7 separate regions of the Mus musculus genome follow, and regions 1, 2, 3, 4, 5 and 6 are each linked to region 7. The links are chromatin contacts, called in public HiChIP or PLAC-seq and promoter capture Hi-C maps. All regions are on one chromosome and are shown on one strand. Each heading gives the region's core, a stretch centred on a gene start, on an enhancer-like site or on the middle of the called end of the contact. The rest is flanking DNA. Distances are from core to core; before and after follow the strand shown.

Evidence for each region. Promoter capture Hi-C pulls out the DNA fragments that hold promoters and counts their contacts. HiChIP or PLAC-seq counts read pairs in DNA pulled down with a chosen protein or histone mark. Capture Hi-C pulls out chosen DNA fragments and counts their contacts.
Region 1: a promoter capture Hi-C map of liver shows a contact between it and region 7, with 2.7 times the contacts expected there. The contact joins the promoter of Gmfg here to the promoter of Psmd8 in region 7. A contact is called at or near these places in 3 of 39 promoter capture datasets (erythroid cells, hippocampal neurons and pre-B cells), 1 of 484 Hi-C or Micro-C datasets (CD4 T cells), 3 of 115 datasets of contacts at active chromatin or transcription factors (large pre-B cells, memory CD8 T cells and pancreatic cancer cells) and 2 of 9 other capture datasets (adipose tissue and liver).
Region 2: a contact with region 7 is called in an H3K4me3 HiChIP or PLAC-seq map of bone marrow-derived macrophages, with 4 times the contacts expected there. The contact joins the promoter of Zfp382 here to the promoter of Psmd8 in region 7. A contact is called at or near these places in 1 of 39 promoter capture datasets (stem cell-derived epiblast-like cells) and 1 of 115 datasets of contacts at active chromatin or transcription factors (bone marrow-derived macrophages).
Region 3: a contact with region 7 is called in a promoter capture Hi-C map of pre-B cells, with 2.5 times the contacts expected there. The contact joins the promoter of Eid2b here to the promoter of Psmd8 in region 7. A contact is called at or near these places in 2 of 39 promoter capture datasets (liver and pre-B cells).
Region 4: a promoter capture Hi-C map of pre-B cells shows a contact between it and region 7, with 2.8 times the contacts expected there. The contact joins the promoter of Pak4 here to the promoter of Psmd8 in region 7. A contact is called at or near these places in 3 of 39 promoter capture datasets (fetal liver, liver and pre-B cells), 1 of 484 Hi-C or Micro-C datasets (embryonic stem cells), 2 of 115 datasets of contacts at active chromatin or transcription factors (memory CD8 T cells and pancreatic cancer cells) and 1 of 9 other capture datasets (adipose tissue).
Region 5: a promoter capture Hi-C map of liver shows a contact between it and region 7, with 2.4 times the contacts expected there. The contact joins the promoter of Zfp420 here to the promoter of Psmd8 in region 7. A contact is called at or near these places in 3 of 39 promoter capture datasets (hippocampal neurons and liver) and 1 of 115 datasets of contacts at active chromatin or transcription factors (pancreatic cancer cells).
Region 6: a contact with region 7 is called in a promoter capture Hi-C map of pre-B cells. The contact joins the promoter of Supt5 here to the promoter of Psmd8 in region 7. A contact is called at or near these places in 6 of 39 promoter capture datasets (the C10 cell line, erythroid cells, hematopoietic stem and progenitor cells and 2 more), 1 of 484 Hi-C or Micro-C datasets (B cells) and 1 of 9 other capture datasets (liver).

Annotation. Positions count from the first base shown.
Region 1 is chr7:28,438,993-28,442,598 of GRCm38.p6, forward strand. Gmfg (glia maturation factor, gamma) reads left to right here and starts at 1,945. Exons shown (of 7, transcript NM_001039192.2): 1 at 1,945-2,049; 2 at 2,442-2,538; 3 at 2,677-2,726. The coding sequence starts at 2,047.
Region 2 is chr7:30,120,178-30,123,823 of GRCm38.p6, forward strand. Zfp382 (zinc finger protein 382) reads left to right here and starts at 1,755. Exons shown (of 5, transcript NM_001081007.2): 1 at 1,755-1,899. The coding sequence starts at 1,857.
Region 3 is chr7:28,276,169-28,279,706 of GRCm38.p6, forward strand. Eid2b (EP300 interacting inhibitor of differentiation 2B) reads left to right here and starts at 1,538. Exons shown (of 1, transcript NM_001177427.1): 1 at 1,538-3,538. The coding sequence starts at 1,613. The coding sequence ends at 2,068.
Region 4 is chr7:28,595,491-28,599,446 of GRCm38.p6, forward strand. Pak4 (p21 (RAC1) activated kinase 4) reads right to left here and starts at 2,694. Exons shown (of 10, transcript NM_027470.3): 1 at 2,545-2,694.
Region 5 is chr7:29,858,346-29,862,180 of GRCm38.p6, forward strand. Zfp420 (zinc finger protein 420) reads left to right here and starts at 1,634. Exons shown (of 4, transcript NM_172740.2): 1 at 1,634-1,748; 2 at 2,671-2,723.
Region 6 is chr7:28,336,602-28,340,034 of GRCm38.p6, forward strand. It overlaps Supt5 (suppressor of Ty 5, DSIF elongation factor subunit), which reads right to left and starts at 2,118. Exons shown (of 30, transcript NM_013676.1): 1 at 2,094-2,118; 2 at 1,751-1,834. The coding sequence starts at 1,825.
Region 7 is chr7:29,178,617-29,182,267 of GRCm38.p6, forward strand. It overlaps Psmd8 (proteasome (prosome, macropain) 26S subunit, non-ATPase, 8), which reads right to left and starts at 2,057. Exons shown (of 7, transcript NM_026545.3): 1 at 1,661-2,057; 2 at 527-599; 3 at 303-405. The coding sequence starts at 2,029. Catsperg1 (cation channel sperm associated auxiliary subunit gamma 1) reads right to left here. Exons shown (of 28, transcript NM_001368407.1): 26 at 3,621-3,651; 27 at 3,417-3,516; 28 at 2,916-3,310. The coding sequence ends at 3,056.

The DNA.
Region 1 (3,606 bases), core at 695-3,194, 740 kb before region 7:
TTTTTTTTTTTTTTTTTGAGACAGGACCTTGTGTATGCCCAGGCTGGCTTCACTGTAATCCAGGTTGGCCTCAAATTTGCTATGTAGCCAAGGTTGTCCTTAGCTCTTGATCTCCTGTCTTTCTTTGCCTATCAAATTCTAAAATTAAAGAACTGGCTCTGTTTTGTTGTTTTTGACAAAAAGCTGAGCTATGTAGCTCAGAATGGCCTGCAGGTCCCCATCCTCCTGCTTCTGGCTCCCCAGTGCTGGAATTGCAGGCACACATCATCGTGCTCAGCTAGAATCTCCTGTGTCCTTTTACATTTCTCATTAGAGTTTATTTGTTTATGTTTGTGCATGCATGAACACGCCACGTCCCACTTGCGGAGGTCAGAGGACAATTTGTGGGAATCAGTTCTCTCCTTCCATGTGGGTTCAAGGAATGAATTCAATTTTTCAGGCTTGGTAGCAAGTACCTTTACCTTCTGAGCCACCTCACCGGCCCTATTTTGGTCTTTTGGTATGCAGTGTCTCTGTGTAACACTGGCTCTTCTGGAGTTCACTGTTGTCACCTAGGTTGGCCTCAGACTTGGCAATCCTGACTGCTGGAAGATATCTATATCTATCAATGTATATTATGTATTATGTTATATAATTAATAAACATTGCAATTATATTTAAATTGGGGGCTGGAGAGATGGCTCAGCAGTTAAGAGCACTGACTGCTCTTTCAGAGGTCCTGAGTTCAATTCCCAGCAACCACATGGTGGCTCACAGCCACCTATAATAAGATCTGATGCCCTCTTCTGGTGTGTTTGAAGACAGCTACAGTATACTCACATAAATAAAATAAATTTTAAAAATTTAAAAATTAAAAAAAAATTATATTTGAATTGTATAGATTTAATTAAATATATTTAGTTATATATTTATAATTATATTATATACACATATATAATAGTATATAGATGTATATATAAACATACATATTACATATATATACTTATTACATATACATACTTATTACACACACATGTATTACACACACATATATATATACATATAATAAGCTGTAACTGTTTGGGCCTTTTCTATGCCTACCCTTGCTCCCAAATAACACAGAGACCATTATATTTATTTAATAGCTTTGGCCTTAAGCTAGGCGTGTTCCCAAATAGCTTGTAACTCAATTATTCCATTTATACTAATCTAAGTTCTGCTATGTGACTTGTTACCTCTCCTCGGTTTCATACAGTCCATTTCCTCCATGTCTACCACGATTGATTCTTTTCCAGAGTTGCTTTCTCTGTCCAGAAGTCCCACCTTGCTCTTCTGCCTTTTGCTATAGGCCATAGGCTTTTTATTTTAACCTATCAGAGGACACCTGAGGTAGGCAAGGAAGGACAGAGACACATCTTGACACAGTATACAAAAACATCACTCCAACAATAGGCCACCATTTTCATGGTAGCATTTATTAATTTTTGAGACAGGGTTTCTCTATGTAGCCTGTCACTGCTCTAGAGGCAGTGGGACCTGGGAGAATGGAGTTAGTAGAATGGTTGAATTTAGCAGTGGGTGACAGCAAACTTTAATCCCAGCACTTGGGAGACAGAGACGGGCTGATCTTTGAGTTCAACGCCAGCCTGGTCTATAAGAGAGGACCTATACAGAGAGACCCTGTCTTGAAAAAACAAGAAAATAAAGAATAAACGTGTTTTCCACAGTACCAGACTTATTTCCTCTTTTTAGGCATCTCTATCTGGGAGATAGGTGAAGTTTTTTTCTCTTCACAGCAATCCCAGACCAGAGTTGCAAATTTAACTAGGGCCACAGTGAGGCAGTATTCGAACCCCCATCTTAGTGACTGAAAAGCCTCACAGGTTCTGACAGATGCAGGGAAGGAAGGAAGGGGAGGAGCCCTTTGTGACAGTTGTCCTAGGCTAGGCATAAACAGGATGTGGTGTTAGAGGAAAGCTTCCCCCTTTCATAGCCCATCCCTCTCAGCCTGGGGTCCCCACCCCTAGAAGACAGAGGAACTGAGAAGAGGCCTAAGGACAGAAAAACATGGTCAGAGGGCCTGGGTGACAAGGAAGGGTGAGGGGGCCGAGTTCAGGGTGACCTGGATGGAGGTCAGATGGGGGATGAAGGTCACAGGCAGGAAGGGAAGGGACCCAGTCTTGACAAAGCTTGGTCGTAGAGGTAGAGGCCTCAGGCAAGCAGATGCTTAGGTCTTTTGGAGTAATCCAAGGGAATCCTCCAGGAAGGTGGTACCTGGCCCCTGTGTGTCCCTCGGAGCTGAACTGTGTGTCTTAGTAACTGCCTCCCTATCCAGGTGTTTGCCAAAGGCCACTCATCTAGGCTAGTTTCAGCGTCTTCATTGACTTACGAAGATACTTGGGTCAGGAAAGGGGCCAGGTTAGAAGCTAAGCCGGCTCAGCTCTTCCCTGTCCCATTGGCAGTCGGACTCCCTGGTGGTGTGTGAAGTGGACCCGGAGCTAAAGGAAACATTGAGGAAATTTCGTTTCCGAAAAGAGACCAACAATGCCGCCATCATAAGTCAGTGACCTCTGCCCTCTCAAGGGTGGCACGGGGGGGGGGGCTGTCGGGGGGGGGGGAACAGCAAGGCAGGGAAGTCTGGGCTGGTGTCCCCTGGAATGGCGAGGGGTCTGTAATCTGTGTTCTATCCCTCCCCAGTGAAAGTGGACAAAGACCGGCAGATGGTGGTGCTGGAGGATGAACTCCAGGTGAGGGGCTGGGATTCTGGACATTCCAAATACAGGAAGATGTCTGGGGACAAAGTTGGGAGGGTGCGCCAGGGTTGGATCAGCTACCTCATAAACAGGGCACCGTGACACATGCTTTTCTAATGCTGGCACTCTAAGGGTGCAGAGAGAGGGACCAGGATTCAAGGTCATTCTTGGCTACAGTGTTAAGTTGGAGGCTAGCCTGGACTACACAAGACCCTGTATCAAAAAGCCAAATAAGGCTGGGTGTGGTGGCACTGACTTTTAATACCCCAATGCAAGAGATAGAAGCAGGCAGATTTCTCTGTGTGCTTGAGGCCAGCCTGGTCTACAGAGTGAGTTCGAGGGCAAAAAAAAGCCAGGTGCTTCAGTTAGGGTCACTATTGCTGTGATGAACCACTACGACCAAAAGCAAGTTAGGAAGAGAAGGGTTTATTTGGCTTACATAGCCTGAATCACAATCCACTGAGGAAAGTCAGGGCAGGAACTCAAACGTGACTGGCACCTGGAGGCAGGAGCTGATGCAGAGGCCATGGAAGAGTGCTGCTCACAGGCCTCTCGTGGCGTGGTCAAACTATTTTCTTATAGTACCCGGGGCCACCAGCCCAGGAGTGGTATACCCACAATGGAGCTATGTTCCTATATCACTAAAGAAAGTGCCCTATAAGCCGGGCGTGGTGGCGCATGCCTTTAATCCCAGCACTCGGGAGGCAGAGGCAGGCGGATTTCTGAGTTCGAGGCCAGCCTGGTCTACAGAGTGAGTTCCAGGACAGCCAGGGCTATACAGAGAAACCCTGTCTCAAAAAAACCAAAAAAAAAAAAAAAAAAAAAAAAAAAGTGCCCTATAGACTTGACCTAAATCTGATCTAATGGAGGCAAT
Region 2 (3,646 bases), core at 505-3,004, 940 kb after region 7:
AGAGAGAGAGAGAGAGAGAGAGAGAGAGAGAGACTTAGACTGCAGGCTGGAAAGCAATCTTGGGTGCCACATTTCTGGAGCTGTTCATCCTGGGGTTTTGAGACAGGGTCTGTCACCGCATCTTGGAGACTCAGCTAGGCTGGCTGGTTAGTGAAACACAGGGATATTCTTGTCTGCCCTTCCAGCACTGGGGTTATAGGCACCATGTCATATACAACTTTCTCTGTGGGTCTAGGATTGAACTCTGGTCCTCATGTTTGGGCATAGCAGTTTGGTGCCAAACAATATTTATAGGGTTAAAAGTTTAAATATTTAGGACAACTTGTGTTATTAAATATTTTTCTCAGTGAAACTACTAAATCGGGGGTGGGGGTGGGGGGACGGGTGACCATAGTAAAACCTGTATATATTTAAAGCACTTTTTGTTTTTGTTTTGTTTTGTTTGTTTTTGGTTTTTTGAGACAGGGTTTCTCTGTGTAGCCTTGGCTGTCCTGGAACTCACTCTGTAGACCAGGCTGGCCTCGAACTCAGAAATCCACCTGCCTCTGCCTCCCAAGTGTTGGGATTAAAGGCATGTGCCACCACTGGCCAGCCTTAGCAATTTTTTTTTTCCTAAAGTATTGGGAAAGAAATCTATTTTGAACAACGTGAGGAAATGGGTTGAAAAATTGACAGAGTCCTGCACTAAGAACAGAGCGAATCAGCTACAAAGTCTAGTACATTTTAAAAATCGCATTTCATCAATACAATAACCTTTTTGATAGTAGGGTTTTCCTTCACAAGAAAATCATACAATTGAGATTAAGTAGCACTTTCAGATGGAACAGTATTTGGTCCAAAATAGAATCAATCGGTGTGGCTTCGTCTATGGAATAACTGATTAATGCATCATATTGGATATAAATCCTTGGAAAATTATTAATGACACATAACTTCTAAAACAATCTTTGGAATCCTATCCTTAGAACTTCAATATCCTATCTTCGCTTGCACTTCAATCTGGGGGGGGGGGGGACGACGACGACGACTCCCATTGTGAGATCTCCATACAAGGCTGTGTGGTTTTTAAACCTGAATCGTCGTTCTAGGTTTCAAATACCAACTTTCTCCTTAATAGCCAAGTCACTCCACGCTGTGTAGTCTGGCAATGTCACCGGTGAGGCGACAGAGGCAGTGACAGAAACCTCAGCACACATTCCAAGAAATCATGGAACTTTTCATTGCCATCCCTTTACCCTCACCTCCCTGTCGGAGGAAGAGAAACCTTATGCGTTCTCTGAATTACCCTTGGGAAAGACATTGCGTACAGACTGAACAAGAATGCAACAGAGGCCACCCCTCGCGCTTTTCGACAGTTACAAGACATAATTCTCAGCCTAGGGTGGTCAAAATGAAATTCTACCAAACTCAGAAGTCAAAGGGGGTGGGGGCTGCGTCGGTCCCAATAGGATCAAAGCACAGTGCTGTCACAAGATCAATTGGTCACAGTATGGGATCGCAAACCGCTCGGTCCGCGTTCAATCACCCAAACCTAATCAGAATCAGTCTCAGAGCTCCCCTGTGGGCACACCCCACACTGACGCAGCCATGCACTCCCGCGCGCGGCCACAGACCGTAGCAGGCAGCTGACTCCCACCCGCCCCAGCCAAGGGGACGCTGGTGCAAGCGCGGGGCGAGGGAGAGGCGCGCGCGGCAACTAACGGGCCGCCCCGGAGGCTCCTGGGAGAGCGAGCCCCCGGCGTGAGTGCGCAGGCGTAGACGGCTGAGCGGAGGCGGGGCGGTTCGAGACGTTGGGAGAGGCTGAGGACCGCAGTGGATGCTCCGGATCTGGAGGGCGACCGAGAGATCGAATCCAGATGGGAAGACCGGGGAGGAAACCGAGAGGCCGAGCCAGGCCTGGTAATTTTGGGGAGGAAGAAGGTTAAGGAAGCGGGACCGGGACACTCAACGGCTGCACAGGGCCTCGGGTGTGGCCCGTGGGCGTGACACCGAGGATGACTGCCGGTGACCCGAAGGGGTAGTTTTCGTGTTAAACTCGAGGACACTCTGTCGCTGGGAACAGGTCCCTGGGCATCACGAGCGTTGCGTGTGAGGATGTGGGGAGCATGTTGTGGTTTGGCTCCCTCAGCTCATCCTGATTATTTGGGGGCGGGAGGGAGAGCCATAAAGTGATCGCGATCTTCTTGGATGTGAAAGCTGGATGGCGGGATTTTGCTTAGGGTTATAGCGGCCTGCGTCTATTTTTAGATTGGGTATGACTCCTGTAGGAGATTGGAGAATTGAAAGTGATTTGTGAACGTGATTGTGAGTGATTTTGCCTGGAATTCTATCATGTTCTGTCCTCGTGAATGACATGTGAAGCAGTAGGTTGATTTTTCTGAAGGATGTTTGAAAGGTTATCACTAAGCACACGTGTGTGTTCTTCTGTAATTTCTCATAATTTTGTGTGTGTATTTTTTTGGGGGGGGATTTTTTTCCCCCGAGACAGGCTGTCCTGGAAATCGCTTTGCAGACCAGGCTGGTCTCAAACTCAGAGATTCACCTGTCTCTGCCCTCTGCCCTCTGCCCCCTGCCCCCTGCCCTCTGCCCTCTCCCCCCGCCCCCCCCCGCCCCCTCGCCCCCCCGCCCCCCGCCCCCCCGCTGTGATTTAAAGGCATGTGCCTCCACCACCTGGCTTGTAGTACCGTTAATATTTAAATGGTTGAGGTATGCTGTGCGATCACGTATGTGTAATTTTTTTTTTAGACAGGTTCATTATCTATACCAAGTTGCCTCTGAACTCTCTCGTAGCACAGGGTGGCCTAAAACTTGGCAGTGATTCCCCCTACTTTAACCTCCCAACTGCTGGGATTCCGTGTGGTGTGTGCACCACCAAGCCTGGAAGTTATGTACTATTTGATTATCAGATTAGTACCAGCAAGCCTGCTTGAGAAAAATTTGAAGTAGTAACTTAGCAAATATAAAGATACTAATGTTGGAATGGAATAGGTAAGATTTTCATAATTCCCCGTGGTGAGGCCAATAACCTGGGATCAGGATGGTAAATAGGAAGTTTTGAGATGAAAGGTGTTGCATGGGAGCCTGCAGGAAGAGTAGCACTTTCCACACATAAATACCACGTTCTGCACATCTGTGGAAGTGGATTTTTCTGTTCCTAAAATTATTTTTAAAAGTACGCTTTTACTTCTAAGACCAGTCTCATTCCTGGTAATTAAAATAACCATGACACCAGAATATTCACTGTTGCAGTCAGCACTGGAGACTGTACTTAACCAAATGGGATCCCGAGTGATTCATTTGTTTTCTGTGTCCATATCTATAGTACTAAAATGTGTTACGCAGCAGCTCCTGAAATAACTATTAATAATATATAATACGTTATATATGCTATGTATACATAGCATGTATATGTAACTATAACATATATTACATATGATATAAGCATATCATATGTAAGTAATACTTATGTAGTATGCATATATAATTATGTTTCCTTTTTAAAGATTTATTTATTTTCATGTGCATGTGTTTTGCCTGTATAAATGTACTGTACCATGTGTGTGCCCGGCAGCCACGGAGGTCAGAAGAGGGTGTCCCCCTTAGTGCTGGAGTCACCAATGTCTATGAGCTACGGTCTGGTTGCTGG
Region 3 (3,538 bases), core at 288-2,787, 900 kb before region 7:
TTGAGTCATGGTCTTAGTTGCCCAGACTGTCCTTGAAGTCTGTAGCCCAGGCTACCCTTGAACTTTTTCGGCATTGGACACCTAGGTAGCTGGGGTTACAGGCTTGAGCTCCAGATGCGAGTGTTGGGGACAGCATTGACAGGTTGGAGACATGTGGCCTCTGGGTTCCTCAAAGGCACGAGAAGGCAGGTGCAGAGTTGATTACGTGGCGGAGATACAGCTGCATTTCAGACTCTTAGCACACTTTTCACATTAGCCCAGGCTGGCCTAGAACTTGCCAAGTAGCCCAGGACGAACATAATCTCATCTTCCTGCCTCTACCTCCCAAAGACTGGGATTGCAGCTGTGCTCCACCACGGGTAGCCCTCTTGTTTTCTGAGATTATCGACAGGCAGTGGCCACCCTAGGAGATTCAACAGTGTATTACACTCAAGTAAGGGAAGTGCTGCCACTGCGTGGGGGAAAGAGGCATGGAAGTGCCGAGAGAAACGGCTACACCAACCGTAACGAGCAAAAATGAAGAAAATATGCCAGCAAGATGGATCACTAGGTAGAGGCATTCACTTGCCAAACCTGACAACCTGAGTTTGGGTCCACATGGTAGGATGGAACTGACTCCTAAAAGTTATCTTCTGATCTCCATACACCTGCCGTGGCTCGAACTCGTGTGCGCACTCAAAGCTAAATGTGACACAGAAGCCAGAGTAGAGCACAACTGACTAGCACCTTGAGTTCAATAAGGTTGGAAGGAGAGAAGGCCACGACGTTGACCTTGACCTCCACAGCTGCACGGTTCCGACTTACACAGACACACTAAAAAACAGTCCGGAGATTAAAAGCACTTTTTCTTTCAGACAACCCAGGTTCAGTTCCCAAAACCTGTGTGGTAGCTCAAAACTACCTTGCTTCCTCCCTCCCCACCTTTCCTTCCCCCTCCCCTCTCTCTCTTCTCTGTCTCTCAGATAGGGGTCAAACCCAAGACCTTACACCCTAGGCAAGTTCTCAGCCACTGAGCTATCTCTAGCCCAGTTCACAAACACCCTGGAACTCTAGTTACCGATACCGTCTTCAGATTTTCTTAGGATCCAGACACACATATGGCTTACATATACAGATATGTAACAAAACATCCATATATGTGTTTGTTTGTTTGTTGAGACGGGGTTTCTCTGTCCTGGATCTGGCTCCAGAGATCCACCTGCTTCTGCCTCCGGAGTGCTGGTATTAAAGGCGTGCGCCGCCACCACCGCTAATTCCAGTTTTCTGGAGGCAGAAGCAGGCAGATCTGAGTGTATATATGAGTTCCAGGCCAGCCAAATGTACATGGACGCTGCCTCAAACAAGGCAATAAAATAATAATAATAATAATAATAATAATAATAATAATAATAATAATAATAATAATAAATTAAAGTATGTGATGCCGCCCCTGCTGGTTCAGAACTTGAGGCGGCCGTGGCGGTAATGGCACATGGCACCCCTAGAGGGCGATAGAGGTCCGGGCACCCGTCCTTGCGCAAGCACTTTTGTTTTCCAGGGCGCCGAGGCCCGCGCATGCGCACATCTTCACGCTGCCGCCGGAGCCGGTGCTTCTGAGGATTCAACGGTGGCAATGTCCGAGCTTCCCGGAGAGAGCAGGATCCCGGACCTGAGCCCCATGAACGGCGTCGGCGACGTCCTGCAGGTGGGACTGGGCGGAGGCAGTCCGGTCCCCGAAGCCCAGGAAGACCCGCTGGCCACAGCCTCCCAGCCCATGGCGCCGGCCCCGGGCCTGGCTCCCGGGCAGTTCCCCGGCGTGGCGGGCCTGATGGCGATCCCGCACGTCCACGCGCCGCTCCTCCTCCTAGAGCTGTACGAGCAGCGGATGTTCCAACACTATCTGCACACCAACCCCCTGATCCCCACCAGGCTGCTCCACGAAATCGAGGAGCGCCGCCGGCTGTTCGTGGAGGGCTGCAGGGCCAGGGAGGCGGCCTTCGACGCCAACCCCCCGCAGATGGACTCGCACGCCCGCGCCTTCATGCTGGCGCTCACGGCCTCCGACGCCCGCGGCCCCAACGCCGACTGAGGGGTGGCCTTCACCTATAACCTCCGAGGAAGGAGGCCGGAGGACCGGACTTCAAGGTCATCCTCCGCCATGTAGCGAGTTGGAGGCCAGCCTGGGCTACAGGAGACTGTCTTTTAAAAATAAAAAATAAAAATAAAAGATTGGTGGCCAGGAAGTCAGGTGACTCCTAGAATCAAGGGCAAAGGCAGATGTCTGGGCAAATGTCATGAGGTGGGGAATCCATGCCAGAATCCAGCCGTGGGCAGGGTGGAATGAAGCAGGCCGGGAGAGAGAAGGGCACTTGAGGCTTGAGGCTGACAAGCAAAGAGGACTCTTCTGACTTCCACCTTGTGACTGTCAGCAATCTTTCCCTCCCCTGCATTTGTTGAAAATCATGGTTGCTTCACTGCGAAGGACGATGGTTTTGCAAAGATGAAGTCTAAGAAATATCAATGAAAAAGACCATAGAAATCAGCGGAGATGCGGGAAGAAACCAGGGGATGTGCTTGCTAGATTCTGTTCCTCCCGGGTTTTACTGAGTAAGAAGAAAGCTGTAAACCACTTGGACATTTCAGAATTGAGGGTCGTCCCATCGTCAGCTGACAAGATCCATGTATCGTTACTTCTTGTGTTTGATGTTCTGTAGACGAGTTGTAAATATTCAGATAGGGAAAACCATGTATGTGTTGTGAGATGAATATTTTTCCAGACCTTGTGTAGTTGTAACCATGCGGAAATAGATGAGTGATTATTTAAATAATACAGACACAAGACTCAAATTCTGCAAAAGATACTATGGGAAGTTAAACTTATCTGCCAAATTGAAAATAGGTATCCATACAGATTTGTGTTTTCTGTAGGGTTTTTCAAACAGATTTTATAAGGCATATATGAACTGGTACCAGTCTAGTTATCCCCCAATCTTGGGTGCTGAGGATGGACCCCAAGCCTTCTTGCCCTGCTCCCATTCCTTCTGAATCAAGGTAGGGTAGGGTTTTGGCTCAGTGGTTAAAGGTGTCTGCTGCTAAGCCTTATTACTGAATTTGATCCCTGGACCCAAGAGGTGAAGGTGGAAGAATCCACACCCATTTCCTCCAAGCACCACTGGTGCACATCCACGTGCAATGTAAACAAATCTACATAGTACGTACATATATCAGCATCTGAGGTTTGATATGTTCAGTTATCATGGAAGTAATTCTATATAGGTTTTTTTTTTTAATGACTACTATTTAAGTCTGTATCAACATATTTAATGAACTAGTTGTCTTCTGGACATCTGGGTTGTTTGAAAATGTTTCCTTTTGGTTGTTTTAAAGATTTATGTGTATGTGTGTGAGCCTGCATGCATACGTGTGTACCGTGTCCATGCAAGAGACTGAGGAGACCAGAAGAGGGTGTTGGGTCTCCCAGAACTACAGTTTCAGGCAGCTGTGAGCCCCGATGTTGGTTCTGGGAACTGAACCCACTCCACTGAGTCATGTCTCCAGT
Region 4 (3,956 bases), core at 1,444-3,943, 580 kb before region 7:
CTGTGCACAGTGAAACAGCAGCAGACATGAGACAAACAGGGGCATTCAAAGGACAGAGGTCAGATCTGGATCTGTGGAATGGGTGGGTCAGGTGGTGCTGATGCAGAGCCGGCATCTGTTAGGCTGCTGTCCTCTAGGTAGTGACGGCCGGCGGCTTTGCTGATCCAGTTCCTCAGGGAAGCTGGGATGGAGCGGGGTAATGTGCTGGGTGGATGGCATCCCTGGCTGGACTCCTGTGGCCTGACAAGGAGGGCTGGGCATTCCCTAACACTGAAAGCTTGCTTTTCTCGATAGCCCACCATAGCACATAAAGAACAAAATTAGTCAATATAAAAACACTTGCTCAGGACCCAAAGACAAGGCAGGGGCCTGAAACTGGGTCTCCAACGGCACAACCCCCATCTCTCCTTATCTGTGCCAAGCTGGCACCACAAGGCTGGGAATTTGGGTGACCTCACAGATCTGGTGCTGGTAGTATGCCAGCTCTCTGACACAGTCGGGTGCAGACAGGGGGTGGGGGTGGGGGTGGGTTGGCTGTGGAGAAAGTTGGGAGGCAGCGATGAGACTAGTACTTCCACAGCATGCCAGGCTGCCCGGTGCCTATCTTACCCTCCACAGCCAGCACTGTTCTTAGGTCCACTTTACACAGGAGGAGACGGAGGCACTTACTATACGTGGTCCTTCCCAGGTTGAGCCACTAGCAGGCCAGGACCTTTGCCCTTTCTGACCTTGTGTCCCTTCCTGTCCCTCCTACTCATCTTTCAGAGCTTCCTTGAGGGACTTTCCAAGGACAGGAACCTCAGGACAGACCCAGCATATACAGGCACTCTCCCTGTCCCTGCTCCATTTAGGCTCAGTGTCCTTGGCTGAGGGCTGGTCTTAGTACGCTCCTATGGGAGTGACCAAGCAGGCATTGAGGGTAGGGCTGAGTGCCTCTTGTCCCCTTGCTACAGTATCTGAGGACACCCCCCCACACACACACACACACAGACACTCTGCGGCCAGCTGATGCTCCAGAAGCGCCCAGAATCCAGCAGGAGTGCATATGGCCCCAAGAACCGGGAGAAGGCAGAATGGGCTCTCCCATGGAGGCCAAAGAAAGCAAAGCCAAGAGCTGCCCACGGTTGGCTAAGCATGAGTGAGAGAAGTGGAAAGATGGCTGACAGGAGGTCAAAACCCTGGAAGGAGGACCAAGGCTCAAACTGTAAAGCGTTTGGGAACCACTGAAGGCCACAGGGAGAGCTTGTGGTGTCAGGAATAGAGAGCGCCTAAGGTCACACCCACCCAATCAGAGGCTCACTGGACTCTGGGCCACCCACCAGCATGCCACTCCCATAGGCCCAGTGGAACCTCCCCTCCCAGGTCACACCCTTCCAAGGAGGCTAAACAGACACTCTGTTCCCACCCAGGGAGTGGCTTCCAGGAACAGACCTCCTGGGAAGTGGACCCTGTGGCAGGTAGCAGACCAAAGCTCCTTTCTCTTAACAAAGCTTTCTTGGCATTACTTTTTCTACCTGGAAAACAGGGGTGTTCTCTAACACCCAACTCACCCATCTCACAAGATAAGGGATGAAACAAGACCAGGCATACACGGTGCGCTCGCTCGCTCGCGCTCTCTCGCTCGCGCTCTCTCGCTCGCGCTCTCTCGTTAAACATTTACCAGCACCAAGATTTTGTGAAAGGCAGCAGGAGACAGAAGCACTCTGGGACAGAGCTCCGGAGCTGGAATCCCAGCTGCTCACCTTACTTCATTAGCTGACCTGGGGCAAATCACTTAGCTTCTTAATAACAGCTTTGGCTCCAGTGATGCTGTACTGCGCGCTAAATGAGTACATACACAGAGCTTTAACGCGGAGAGGGAAGCCCAGCCTATCATCAGTGTTTTATCAGTGTGTGGCCTTCATTATCAGTGGGAAGGGGCTCCCCTTCTCCTCCCACCACACACACCAGGACACACTTTCGAAGGCTCTGTTAGATGTCCCTGGTCCCCCTCCTCACCGCACGTGCCCCACTTGAGTTTTTAGTTTCTGGCCCTCCCAGAACATCTTCACCCGTCAGATTTTTATCTTCGTACCTTCTACCTAAGGGCTGTCTCAGACACCCCCCCAAAACCTAAAACTCAAGCACCTCCTCCTCCTCCTCCGGTTGAGGCTTTTAAATCTTTGACCGGGCAGCCGCCCACTTCTCTAGGTTGTGACCTCCAGCCCTGACAGACACACCCTCTTCTTAAGTTACTCTGAGCGCCCCCTTTTATGAGACCCGTTCCGAGCCCCTCCTATGCGCCCCCACTTAGTATTCCAAACTTTGCACAAATTTCAAACCCGGCCACGCCCCCTCCACCGGTCTAACCACTGGTCGCGACAGTCCCCTCCCCTTTCCCTCATTTTTGGGCCCGCGACCCTTTTCCACGCGACCCTCCCCTCCAAGAGTGAACTTTGACCCGACCGGCCCCGCCCCCTTCCGAATAACCGCTCTCCCACGGCGCGTGCCCAGACCCACCCGCCCCCAGCCACAAACCCCTTGCACGGTAACCCCCTAACCTACCGGCTTGGCGCCGCGGTCGCTCGCGGCCTAGCTGCCTGGCCCAGAACTCTGTGCCCGCGTACCGCCCTCAGCGGTCTCGCGCCGCCGCCGCCGCGGCTACTGCCGCCGCCATGTTGAATCCCCAATGAACATCCGGGGCCTCCCCTACTCCTCGCCGCCCACTAGTCCCCATGGCAACGGAGCTGACCGGGTGATGGGCGGGGCCTACTCGGAGGCGGGGCAGCGAGCCGGGCAGGGTTCCCTAAAACCACTGATTGGTGCGAGTGGCCCAATCGGAGACCGCTAGGTGGAGAATGAAGAGCAGAGATTGGGAAGTTTTGAAAAGGTGCGGGATCGTTGACTCCCCGCCCACTCCGCCTCTTAAAGGGGAAATAACGACTTTCGCGTGGCAGAGTCCCACGGGCTCCCAAAAAAGTAAAGTGGAATACGAGAACATAAAGGCCAGAAACAGTTCTTAAGCACTTATTATGCCTTTGTTAGCACGCGACTAGTTCTGCTGTAAACTGTTAACACAACCCTGTTGTTGTAACACCCATTTTACAGGTAAACAAGCTAATAGGATGCTAGTTGGTTTATGACTACTGAAAGCAAGTTTTGAATGAAGCTCTGTCCGAATCTGGAAATCTGACACTATTTGATCTTAATCTTTTAAATAAGTTTTTTTTTTTTTAAGTCAGTCAATCACGAGTGTGTGAGATGCATCAGTGGATAGAAGGCGCTTGTTGCCGAGCCTGAAGTTTGATCTCCTGGACCCACACGGTAGAACTGATTCCCAGGAGTTGATCTGTAGCCTCCACAAGAGAGCCATAGACATAAAATAGAGGGATAAGTGTAATTAAGTGTTTTTAAATTAATCAAAATGGAAAACACAGCGGAAACAAAGCCCATAAACTAATACACCCTTCCACCTATGGGTTCATTAGGTCTTACTGAAAAATTTAAAAATGCTTTCTCATCAAGGATTTTGAGGGTTTTATTTGTTTATTTGGGTATCAGACACTGAACTTAGGGCTTTTATACAGGACAGGCAAGCAGTAGTACTAGGGAAGTCCCCGGCCCTAGAGAATTCTAGGCAAATGCTTTCCCCAGCTGAGCCCCTTGGGAGACTGAGGCTACAGGTTTTCCCAAACAGGCTTTCTCTGGTTCTTTTCACGGGCTTTTTCTTCTGTCTGGAAGATTCTCTTCTTTAAGCATCCTCCTGACTCCCAGGGTTCCTTTGGGTTTTTCCTCAAACATTATGTTCTCTAAGGGGCAAAATGTCCTACCTTGTGCTATTAAATCCTTTGCCAGCTTCTGGCAAAGCTTCCTTTCCTTTGCCGCCTGTGGTTTTGTGTTTGGCTGGCTGGTTTTGGTTTCGTGAGACAGGGTCTCAGGACGTAGCCCAGGCTGACCTTGAACTATGCTTTTTGCTC
Region 5 (3,835 bases), core at 384-2,883, 680 kb after region 7:
CAGGAAAATGAAGTGGAAAGTTCTGGTCTCTTTGTGACATGGATAGTTTTCTGGAAACTGTCTTATGGTTGTGCTGAAGCAGACATGTGGGAAGTTGTTTTGCTGAGAACAGACACGTGGTGTTTTTCTGGAAGCTACTTGGAAAGAAGGCATGTGATGTTTTGTTAGCAGATGCTTGAGAGAACATGTGATGTTTGAAAAGGGTATAAGTATAACCCAACAGACATAGGTGTTGGGTGACAGTGGGTCATCTTGCTATTCTTTGCTAGTCACCGTTTGTTGTGATTTCGTAGAGAGAAACACACCAAAGAACTTCCGGTGGCATTCCAGTGGCTTCTTGCTGCTTCTGTGGACTCTGGCCAATTTGGAAGAGCCTTGAGGTTTCTTCTGGATGGACGCAAGCCACTGCTATGGCTGATTCGTGAATATTGCTTACAAGTGAGTCGAGCTACCACTGCTGATTCCTGTGAATTGAACTGCCTGCTGCTATCCTGACAACAAAGACTGGGATTGCCCCAAAGAACTATTTCTAAACAGCCCACATCCTCCTCTGCCCTATTAACCTTTCCTTTCCACTGCCTCTGGTGGGTGGTAGGCTAGAAGGGAGGTTAAAGCATTTAAGCACACTTAAGTTGGTTTTGAAAAATACAAGCTTACTGGAAAAAAAAATATATATATATATATGAATGAGAGAGACAGAGTCTTTCTGTGTAACCCTGAGTATCCTAGACTTTGTTCTATAGACCAGACTGGCCTCAAATTCAGAGATTCACCTAACTCTGCCTCTGGGAGGAAAAAATACTTTTGTTTTTTCAAGACAGAGTTTCTCTGTATTGCCCTGGCTCTCCTAGAACTTGCTCTGTAGACCAGACTGGCCTTGAATTTAGAGATCTGCTGGCCTCTGCCTCCCAAGTGTTAGGATCAAAGGAGTGTGTCAGCCCTGCCTGGCTGAAAAAAAGAAAAAAACACTTTTAATTAGAGGCTTGCAGACAGTTTCAGAGGGTGAGTCTGTGGTCAACATGGTAGGAAATATGGCATCAGGCAGGCTCTGCCCTAGAGCAAGTAGGTGAGAACTCACATCTGATTCTAAGGCCTCACTTGGGCTTGAACCCTCAAAGCCCACCTACAGAGGTACACCCCTGCAACAAGGCCACATCTCCTAACTGAGAACCAACATCCAAATATATGAGCCTGTGGGGGCCATTCTCCTTCAAACCAATGAAGTGGAAACTTAAGGGTTCTTTGAAAGTCGTTTGGAAGTGGATACAGGTGAAAGATAACACAGATCATCATGAGCAACTAGTCAATTATTCCAGAAATATGTAGTGACCCTTCACAAACAAACTACAGTGGCTGAATCTCTGTTGAGCAACCCCACATGTGGTATAAAATCTCATTACCACAGGTATAAATCACCTCACAAATATTGCGATTGGGGGGAGAGAGGGAGGAAAGAGGAGCGGTTTGGAAGGAGAGAGGGGGAAGGGAGGGGAGAGGTGGAAGGGAAAGAGGGAGGGGTGAGAGAGAAGGTGGAGGGGAGGGAGGGGGGGGCAGGCATTGGCCCCAGCCATTGGACTACATTTCCCAGAGCCACCGGGAGCAGAACGCCGTTTCCGTTTCCTGGCGAGAGTTCGGGGTACTTGCGTCACGAGAGGGTTGTGTCTGGAGGATCTCCTAAGCATCCCATAGAGCAGGCTGCCTGTAGTGGAGCCCGGCGCAGGAGGCGGGACCCTGAGCTTCCCTCGGAGGTGAGCGTGCTGAGGAACGTCTGGAGGACGTGTCTGTGGCATTAGGTGGCGGTGTCTCCCGTGTATACGCCACAAGCCTGTGCTTTTGGAGCCTGTTGCGACCCTTGGTTTGTGGTTGGCGTGCTGTGTGTGAATGAGTTGTGACACACAAGGGTGTGTGTGATTGTTGCTTATCTCACTAGAGATGTTTCTGGGACTGATGGTGTCGGCCCACGTGTATGGTGGAGAAACGGTGCTGTTATAGCGAGGTATTTAGATGTTTATGTCACTCTGAGGTTGTTGATGTACCTGGTATCCTGTGCATAACTGGCTTGCCTCGGAAGACATGTGTGATAGTGTCACTGAGATTACGATTGCTTGTTTCCGTCGCCTGTGACTTTTATAGTGTTCTCCCATTTGGGTGACTGTGTGAGTGCGTGTGTATGAATGTATGCGTGTGTGTTTATGTGTGTACGTGTGTGTATGTGTGTGACTGTAGGATGCTGTGTGCTGTACTCATGATTGTAAAGAAAGTAGAAGTTCACCCTTGTAAAAGAATGTCGCTGACAGTATTTGTCCCTGACAGAATGTTTGGTTATTGTACATGCTTGGGTCCTATATACGAGTTAGTGCTCCAACGGTGTAGCTCTGACAGTGTAAATTGTGACACTAGCAATGTGACTGTGGAAATTTTCTTGTTTCTACCTGTGATCCTTCCCTGATGTGGTAGGGTACAACGGTGAAATTTTGTTGGAATTCATGGGGGGTCCCCACCATGAATCTACCAAAGGATCCTGAGTTGCTTGTGACTTTGTCTCTCCCCAATTACTCCCAGAATGTAAAGACTTAACCCCTCTGTGGGGACGGAGGAAGAGGTTGTCTCTAATTCAGAGTATATGGCAAGAACAACATAGCATCTCATTTAACTTTTTTATTCTCAAAGTACAACACAGAAGAGGAAAAATGGCCATTGTCCATCTAGAAGGGAAGTTTGAGGTAAGCAGATATTTGTCTCCTCAACAGCCTTTATCATGTCAGAAAACGATCTTTGTTTTACTTTATTGTTGTTTTTGTGACTGTCTCCTACCCAAGTCTTCTCTTATAATGGAGGAACAAGGCAATTTATTTATTCCTATTTACTTATTTTTGAGGCAGGTCTCTGCCTGGTTTGAACCTCTTTATGTAGTACACACTGGCCTTGAAATCATAAAGACCCATCGTCCTCTTCCTTCCAAGTTCTGGGTTAAAGGCATGCATTAACTCAATGGCATTTGATGTTTATATTTTGAGAGTAATGAAAATGTGTAATTTGTAATAGATGTTTTCCAATACTGGATACATTTATAAAGAATGGATTTGATGCTCAAATTAAAAGAAAGAGCATTCTTGTACTATTTATGTAACTTTTGGGAGAATTTAGCTTTTGTTTCAGTTTTTTGTTTTGGTTTTGGTTTGGTTTGGTTTTCTTTTTGAGACAGGGTTTCTCTTTGCAGCCTTGGCTGTCCTAGAACTCACTCTGTGGACCTGGCTGGCCTTGAACTCAGAAATTCCCCTGCTTCTGCCCCCTGAGTGCTGACATTAAAGGCATGCGCCACAACCACCGAGGGTCTTAGCTTTTTTAATTTTTATATTTTCAGTACCATCTTGCTTTATAGCGCCAACTAGTCAAATTCTTACTTCAACCTTCAGTTTTGTTTTGTTTTTGTTTATTTAGTAAATGAAGTCTTCTATTTGTGTGCATTTGAGTGAATTTGCTCCATGTTGTATGCAGGTACCTGGGGAGTCCATAAGAGGGCACTAGAGCTTCCATTACAGGCAGGTGCGAGCTGCCAGATGTGGGCGCAGGGGAACGAAACTGGGATCCTCTGCCACTGCAGACTTCATTCTGTTCTGTTTTGGTTTTAGACAGGGTCTTGAGTCGCCCAGGTGAGGATCCTTGAACTCTTGGTCCTATTGTCTCTGCCTCTTAAGAGCTGAGAGAGGATAGGCCTATGGTCTGTTTTTTGTTGTTGTTGGTTTTTGGTTTTTTGGTTTTTTTAGCTATTGAGTGGAATTTTAAAATGAGAAATTAGACGCACAGCTCGAAAGTCGTTATGTATCAGCCGTTT
Region 6 (3,433 bases), core at 868-3,367, 840 kb before region 7:
TCGGGAGGCAGAGGCAGGCGGATTTCTGAGTTTGAGGCCAGCCTGGTCTATACAGTGAGTTCCAGGACAGCCAGGGCTACACAGAGAAACCGTGTCTCAAAAAAAAAACAAAAAACAAAAAAACAAAAAACAAAAACAAAAAAAAAGAAAAGAAAGAAAATTAAAGTTAATTTACAGCTTCGTAACACAGCTTGGTGACAGAGTACCTGCCTAGCATTTGTGAAACTCTAGCCCAAAAACTACACAGAGAGAGAGAGAGAGAGAGAGAGACTAGACTCTCTCTAAATGCTCAATTAAATAAAGCATAGCTCAGTGGCAGAGTTCATACTTAATGTGTACAGAGCCCTGAGTTCTATCCCCATAATTAAAAGAAGGGGGAAGGGTCAGGCATGGTGGGACACATCTTTAGTCCCAGCATTTGGCAGGCAAAGGCAGGTAGATCTTTATGCGTTTGCCAGCCTGGTCTACATAGCTAGTTTTAGGCCAACTAAGGTTACACATAGTGAGATCCTATCTCAAAAAGAGAAAGAAAAAGAAGGAAAGAAAGAAAGAAAGAAAGAAAGAAAGAAAGACAGACAACCACATGATTTACCCCCTCTCTTCCGGTAAGTTCCCATTCAAATGTCACTCTGACTTATTCTGATGGCTTCAAAGTGCAGCTAGGACCCTCTACTCCCTTTTTGTGCTTGGATTTTTCACCAGAGTACTAGAAAGAGTTATCTCAGGCCACGTATCCTTAATTCACAGCTTGAGACAAGATGTGATGAGATTTCCTATTTTAGGCTGTCCGTGCTGTCATCTCAGGAATCTCATCACTTGGGAGGTAAAGGAAAAACAAAGGCAGCTCTCAGGAGGCAGAGGCAAGCAGATCTGAGTTCAAGGCCAGCCTGATCTACAGAGTGAGTTCCAGGACAGCCAGGGCTACACAGAGAAACCCTGTCTCGAAAAACCAAAAAAGAAAAAAAGAAAAGAAAACAAAACAAAACAAATAAAATCCAAAGTATACATATTTCAGATCTTGGAGGATTTTTGGATTATTTGCACATACACAATAAGGTACCTTGGAACGGGACAATACATGAAATTCATATATCTTTCATATATACTGTGCACAGTCATTTAACACAGTATTTTTAGTGCACTAGTGTTGACTTTGACCTGTCATATGTGGAATTTTCCATTCGTAGCATCGACAGAAGACTAGAAAAGTTACAAAATCATCTGGATTTTCACACTAGGATGCTGAACCTGGGAGTCTCTCATATTTACTGGCTATATTTATTCACAGTAGCAAATTCACATTCACCCATCAGTTGTCGATTTACATTTTAAAATCTGTTAGCAGGAGCCCAAGGACAAAGACTTGTACAGGCTGGCACACAGTAGGCAATACATACACACTTCTGGAACAACTGGGGATACCTAAAAACACAAACACGAAAGAATCCTAAGAGCTGGGGCTGTCCACCTAGCAGGGCCCTGAACTCAATCCTAGCATCGCAAGTGATAAAAAGTAAACCGAAAGAAACAAATCAGATGAAAGCCAACCGTGGACCTGGCGCACCCCCACCTTCTGGACGCTGCCCCTGCGCTCCACGCTGACTTGCACACTCGTCCATCTCTCCCGACAATCTGGAACCACCCTCCCCCCCAGCCGTTCCGAGTCCCCGGCTCCCCCAGGGCCCTCTCTGCCCTGCCCCTGTCCCTGTCCCCAGGCGCAACGTCTCCCCTAAGAATCCCAGGCACCGACCTCGGCCTCCTCCGCCTCGCTGCTGCGCTCGCTGTCCTCCTCCTCGGAGAAGTTGCTGTCTTCGCTGTCCGACATCTTCCGCAGCTGCAGAGGAAGACCGCGGCCTCAGGGCGTCGCGGAACCAAAAGCGCCACCCCCAAGCCTCAGTTTCCCCGCAAGGTAAACCGGGGGAGAAAATCCCCAGGCGCACTTCCGGCAGCCTGGTTCAGGCGGTCGCGAACCCGCGTTGTTCGGGCTATGGCAGCTAGCACACCCGGCCCTGGCTGCGGCCGGCACACGTCCTGAACCTCCGCCAGCCCCGACCCCCGCTCCGGCCCCTGCCTGCCGTCCCACGCCCGCTCACCGATCGCTTGCCACCTGAAGCTTCCGCGCCAGCTGCGGATCACACAACGCCTAGCTGGCCTGAGCGCTCTCTCGCGAGAACTGGCGCGTCAGTCTCACCTAACGCGAGACTTTAGGGGCCTGCTCTGAGGGCGGCCTCTTGGAGCCGCCATCTCCGGAGTGGCCAAAGTGGTTTACGCGGACTGTACGGCCGCCATCTTGAGAAGGTCGAAAAGTAATCGGCTTCTCCTAACCCAGAGCTGAATCGGGTGAACTGTTGGCTCGTCCGTCCTCTAAACTTCCCTCGGAGGTGTCAGAGGTGACGGGACAGAGATTCGGCTTCACACCGCCACCCTCGGCATTCTGAGGAGTTCCCCTAGATTTTTAGGGACCTAGACTCAGGTTAAATCCGAATTCCTGGCGATGCTCAAAACAATCTCAAAACTTGTTAGTTTAGCGCGGCACAGTATTGTGTTATTAATGATCTGGTTTGTTTGTTTGTTTGTTTGTGTGATAAGGCCTTACTTTGTAGCCTGGCTAAATCTCAGACTCACAAAGATAAGCCCATGTCTGCCTCTGCCTCCCTGGTACTGAAATTAAAGGCGTGTGCCACCATGCTTACAATGAAAGACACTTTAATACGGATTTAAGACTGAAGGCGGGAGCTGGTGAGATGGCTCAGTGGTTAAAAGCGCCTACTGCTCTTCCGAAGGTCCTGAGTTCAAATCCCAGCATCCACATGGTGACTCACAACCATCCATGACGAAATCTGATGCCCTCTTCTGGAGTATCTGAGGACAGCTACTGTGTACTTACATATAATAAATAAATAAATAAATCTTAAAAAAAAAAAGAAGAAGAGGAAGAAGAAGAAGAAGAACTGAAGGTGGACAGGCGAGCCAGGAGTTATGCACAAAACCATCACATTTATTTAATTCCGGACAGCCAAGGTTACACAGTGAAACACTGTAACCAAAACAAAACAATAAAACCTAAACTGGAGAGTTGGCTCAACCGCCAAAGAACGCTGGCTGCTGTGGAGCTGTGGTCAATTTCCAGCAGCTCACAACCCGCTTTCACTCCAGTCTCAGGGGAGCTAATGCTCGCCCTCTTCAGGCCTCGGCTGACATTGAATATCCACAGACATAAAAATTCAAGACAAGCCGGGCGGTGGTGGCGCACGCCTTTAATCCCAGCACTGGGAAGGCAGAGGCAGGCGGATTTCTGAGTTCGAGGCCAGCCTGGTCTACAGAGTGAGTTCCAGGACAGCCAGAACTGCACAGAGAAACCCTGTCTCGAACCCCCCACACACAAAAAAAAATTCAAGACAGAAAGTTAATAAAAGCAGCATGCTTGAGCAAT
Region 7 (3,651 bases), core at 807-3,306:
ATGTAGCAGCTCACAACCATCTGTAATAGGATCCCACGCATTCCTCTGGTGTTCAGACATACAAGCAGACAGAGCACCCATATACATGGAAATACACAAATAAAATCAAACTGTTTAGAAACGTACAGAACCAGACTACATAAACCCAGTCTCAAGATCTCTAATCTTCTGGCCCTCCAGCTTCTGGGGACAGAGCTGAGAACGGCAATGGTTCTCAGGCGAAGAAGGCAACGGAGGACGCCAGATACACAAGGAACTACCCACTCCTGCTCCAGTCCCCTCCCTAGAGGGCCCAACCTCACTTGTAATCAAAGTAGTAGCATTTGAGTTGGGCCATGTAGCGCTCGAAGGAGGGAATGTCTTTGCACAGGATGCTCCACTGGGCCCCGATCTCCAGAATGTCACCTGTAGGTAAGGGGACAGGGGCTCTCAGGTGGTGGCTGGAATCCCTCCTGGGATCACCACCCCAGTCATTCCTACAATGACCCCAGGCCCATCACCCTCCACCAACCCTAGTGACACTCACGGGCCAGAATGAGTTGCTGTTTAGTCAGTTTGGTCCCCGTGGTTGGCAGGAAATTGAGCTCAAGCAGAACCAACTGAGGGGGAAGGAATGAGGACGAGATTTCAAATATAGATTACTTACGTTCTCTGGACTTTTATGTTCCTACTTGGAAAAGCTTGCATGCATCCTAACCCACACAACTGCCATGAATATTAGTGGAGTCAGACCTTGTAAAGCAAACACCAAAGGGCCCAAGAACACGGAGCGTACCAATTGGATTACCTCATCTTACAAATATTAGTAACTCCACTGAGAAACACGAGGCACTTGGTGCCTGACCCAGGGGGATCATGGGGTAGGGAGACGCCCATGACCTCAATTCTTCCTGTTGCTATATTTAGCTTGTTTTAGGTTTCTCTCTTGTTTAAGACAGCATCTCCCCAGGCAGGCCAATCTAGTCTAGAACTGGAGAGCCTGGTGTGAGCCTCTCGAGTGCTAGGATTACAAGTGTGGGACATCGTGTTCAGCCATTATATGCAGGTCTGGGAAGACCTCCACCACAGTGTGCCCGAGAAGGGGTAACAAGGAATGTGGGGCATTCCTTTTCCCTCCCCCCCCAGTCCATCCCAGACACCATTCCTTAGTAAACTTGGGAACCTAACACATATTTTGTTGTTGTTTACTTATTATTATTATATATATATTTTGAGACGAAGTCTATGTAGCCCAGCCTCCTCAAACTCGCTATTGAAGACCAGACTGGCCTTCTATCCGCCTGAGTGTGTTTACAACCGAAACGTGTGCTCTTCTAGGTTCGTTTTTGGCTTCAAACTGTTCCTGTTGCCCCTCTTCACACAGGTGTTTCCTAACCTCTGCTCCCTCACAGCTTACCTGGGCTTTATTTGCCACACATTCCCTCAACGTCCCGTCACCTCAGACTTATTCTTTTCACTATCTCCCCGTTTGTCACTGATCCCACTCCTTCCTGCCTCCCTCCAAGTAACAAAGCTCGAACCATCTCATTCGATTCTGCCAGAACCAATCTTTCCATCATCACTCCCTTAACGACACCTCAGGGCCCGCTCTACCAGCCTCGATCTCCCGTCTGTCACCTTCCCCCAGGCATTAGGCATCTAGGACCCGGCGACCTCTTACCTTCAGGCGGCCCAGTTCTTCTCCACATTTACTAAGGTTCGGGTTCTTCCGGTTCCACTCGTCCTTGAGTTGCTCGTACATGCCGGCCGCTGCCTGCAGGATCCCGACCGAGGTGGCCGCGGGTCCGGAGCTCGAGACGGTGGTCGACCCGTTCACCGTAGCCGCTGTGGCCGCCATCTTCCGTGATGCGGCAAGCCGCCGACCCGACTTACGGCAGCGACGCCGGGCAATGGACTCCCGGCGGAAATGAGGCCGGGAGGTGGAGCCCAAAACTGGAGGCGGAGCTACCACTGCCAGTTTCCGCCCCCCGCGGGAGGAGCGCCGCGGCTCTCCTCGGGGTGTCTTCGCAGCCCGACCCTTAATGAACATGCCGCAGCTCCGCCTCTGCTGTCATTCAAAATGGCGAACGGAAGTCCGTTCGCTCCAACTGAAAACAATGCCCACAATGTCCCGCCCACCTGTAGTCACCATGGCCACCCTCGCTGGCTTCGGCCTGTGGAATGTCCATCTTAAGGGTACCGCCTCTACGTCAAGGGGTGGCGATGTGGAGCCATTTGGAAAACTTGTCAGGTGTCACTACATAGGCAGGCTGAGAGAGGACTAGCAGGTGAGATTTAAGATTAGGCGTTCGTGTTTATCAGAGCATCATTCTTCCACGTTTTTTTCAGACTCTTTAAAAAGATTTATTTATTCATTTTATGTATATAAGTACACTGTGGCTGTCTTCAGACACCCCAGAAGAGGGTATTTGATCCCTTTATGGATGGTTGTGAGCCACCATGTGGTTGCTGGGAATTTTAGTCAGGGCTTCTGGAAGAGCAGTCAGTGCTCTTAACCACTGAGCCATTTCTCTTATTTTCTCTTATTCCATTTTTTTCTTATTTTTGAAATTAAAATAGAATTACAGACCGAGCTTTGTGGTTCACGCTTTTAATCCCAGCACTTGGGATGCAGAGGCAGGCGGATCTCTGAGTTCCAGGCCAGCCTGGCCTACAGGCATGCGTGTGTGTGTGTGTGTGTGTGTGTGTGTGTGTGCGTGCATGTGCCCATGTTGAGGTCAGAGGACAGCTTCACAGAGTCGGCTCTCTCTTTAGATCTCATGAGGCCTGGGGATCAAACCCAGGTTGTCAGGCTTGAGAGCTCCTTTATCTGCTGTGCCATCTTGAAAATAAAAGATTCTGACATCATTCTGACAGTTAACTACAGCTGTGCTGGTACAAACCAAGCGGACGTGAGCCTTTCTGAGGACTCGGGACTGATTCTGCAAGGAGGCTTTATTAGGGTCTGAATGAGACATGAGCATTCTAGCCAACCAGAAAGTCCTGGGGAGGTGGCAGGCTGCATTCCCATGAGGAGAGGCCTAAGGGTTCATGAGGAAGAGTACAGACCAGGGACTCAGGCCACCTTTGCTCTCTTAGCTTGAACATTGTCCTCTTTGGTACCTGGTCTGGAGGGACCCTCAAAACTTCCCTCTGAGCTGTGAGAATGGAGGGTGAAGCCCCCAGAAGAGGAGGAAGATGAATAGGTCTCTGGTGCCATCATGTTGTGAATCTTCCAGCGAAATGAGACCCAGGCCTTCACTATGTGAGGCCACACGAGGCAGAACAGGATGTAGAAGACAACCAGGGCTATAAAGAAGCTGGTAGACACCTGCAAGCCCAGTACAACAGTCACAAGGGGTCGGGGTTGGGGTTGGGGTATAGTAGTAGGTGAACCCCCTGCCCACCCAGTAAGGAAGCCTTTGGCTGCCACTCACCATAACAATGAAGGAGGACCGCTTGCTGCTGAGCGGTAGCCCATGGATGTGCACTATAAAGGTGAGCTTGTAGTCACAGTATGTGCTATTGTCTACACCTCTGGTGAGGGAATGGAGTCCAGGATTGAGTTAAATGTCAAGGGACAATCTCAGCACACTGCATCCCCACCCTCAACATACACCTAGGCTTTATGCCTGGCTTACCTATTGCTCACTAACAACTTGAAGAAGAACT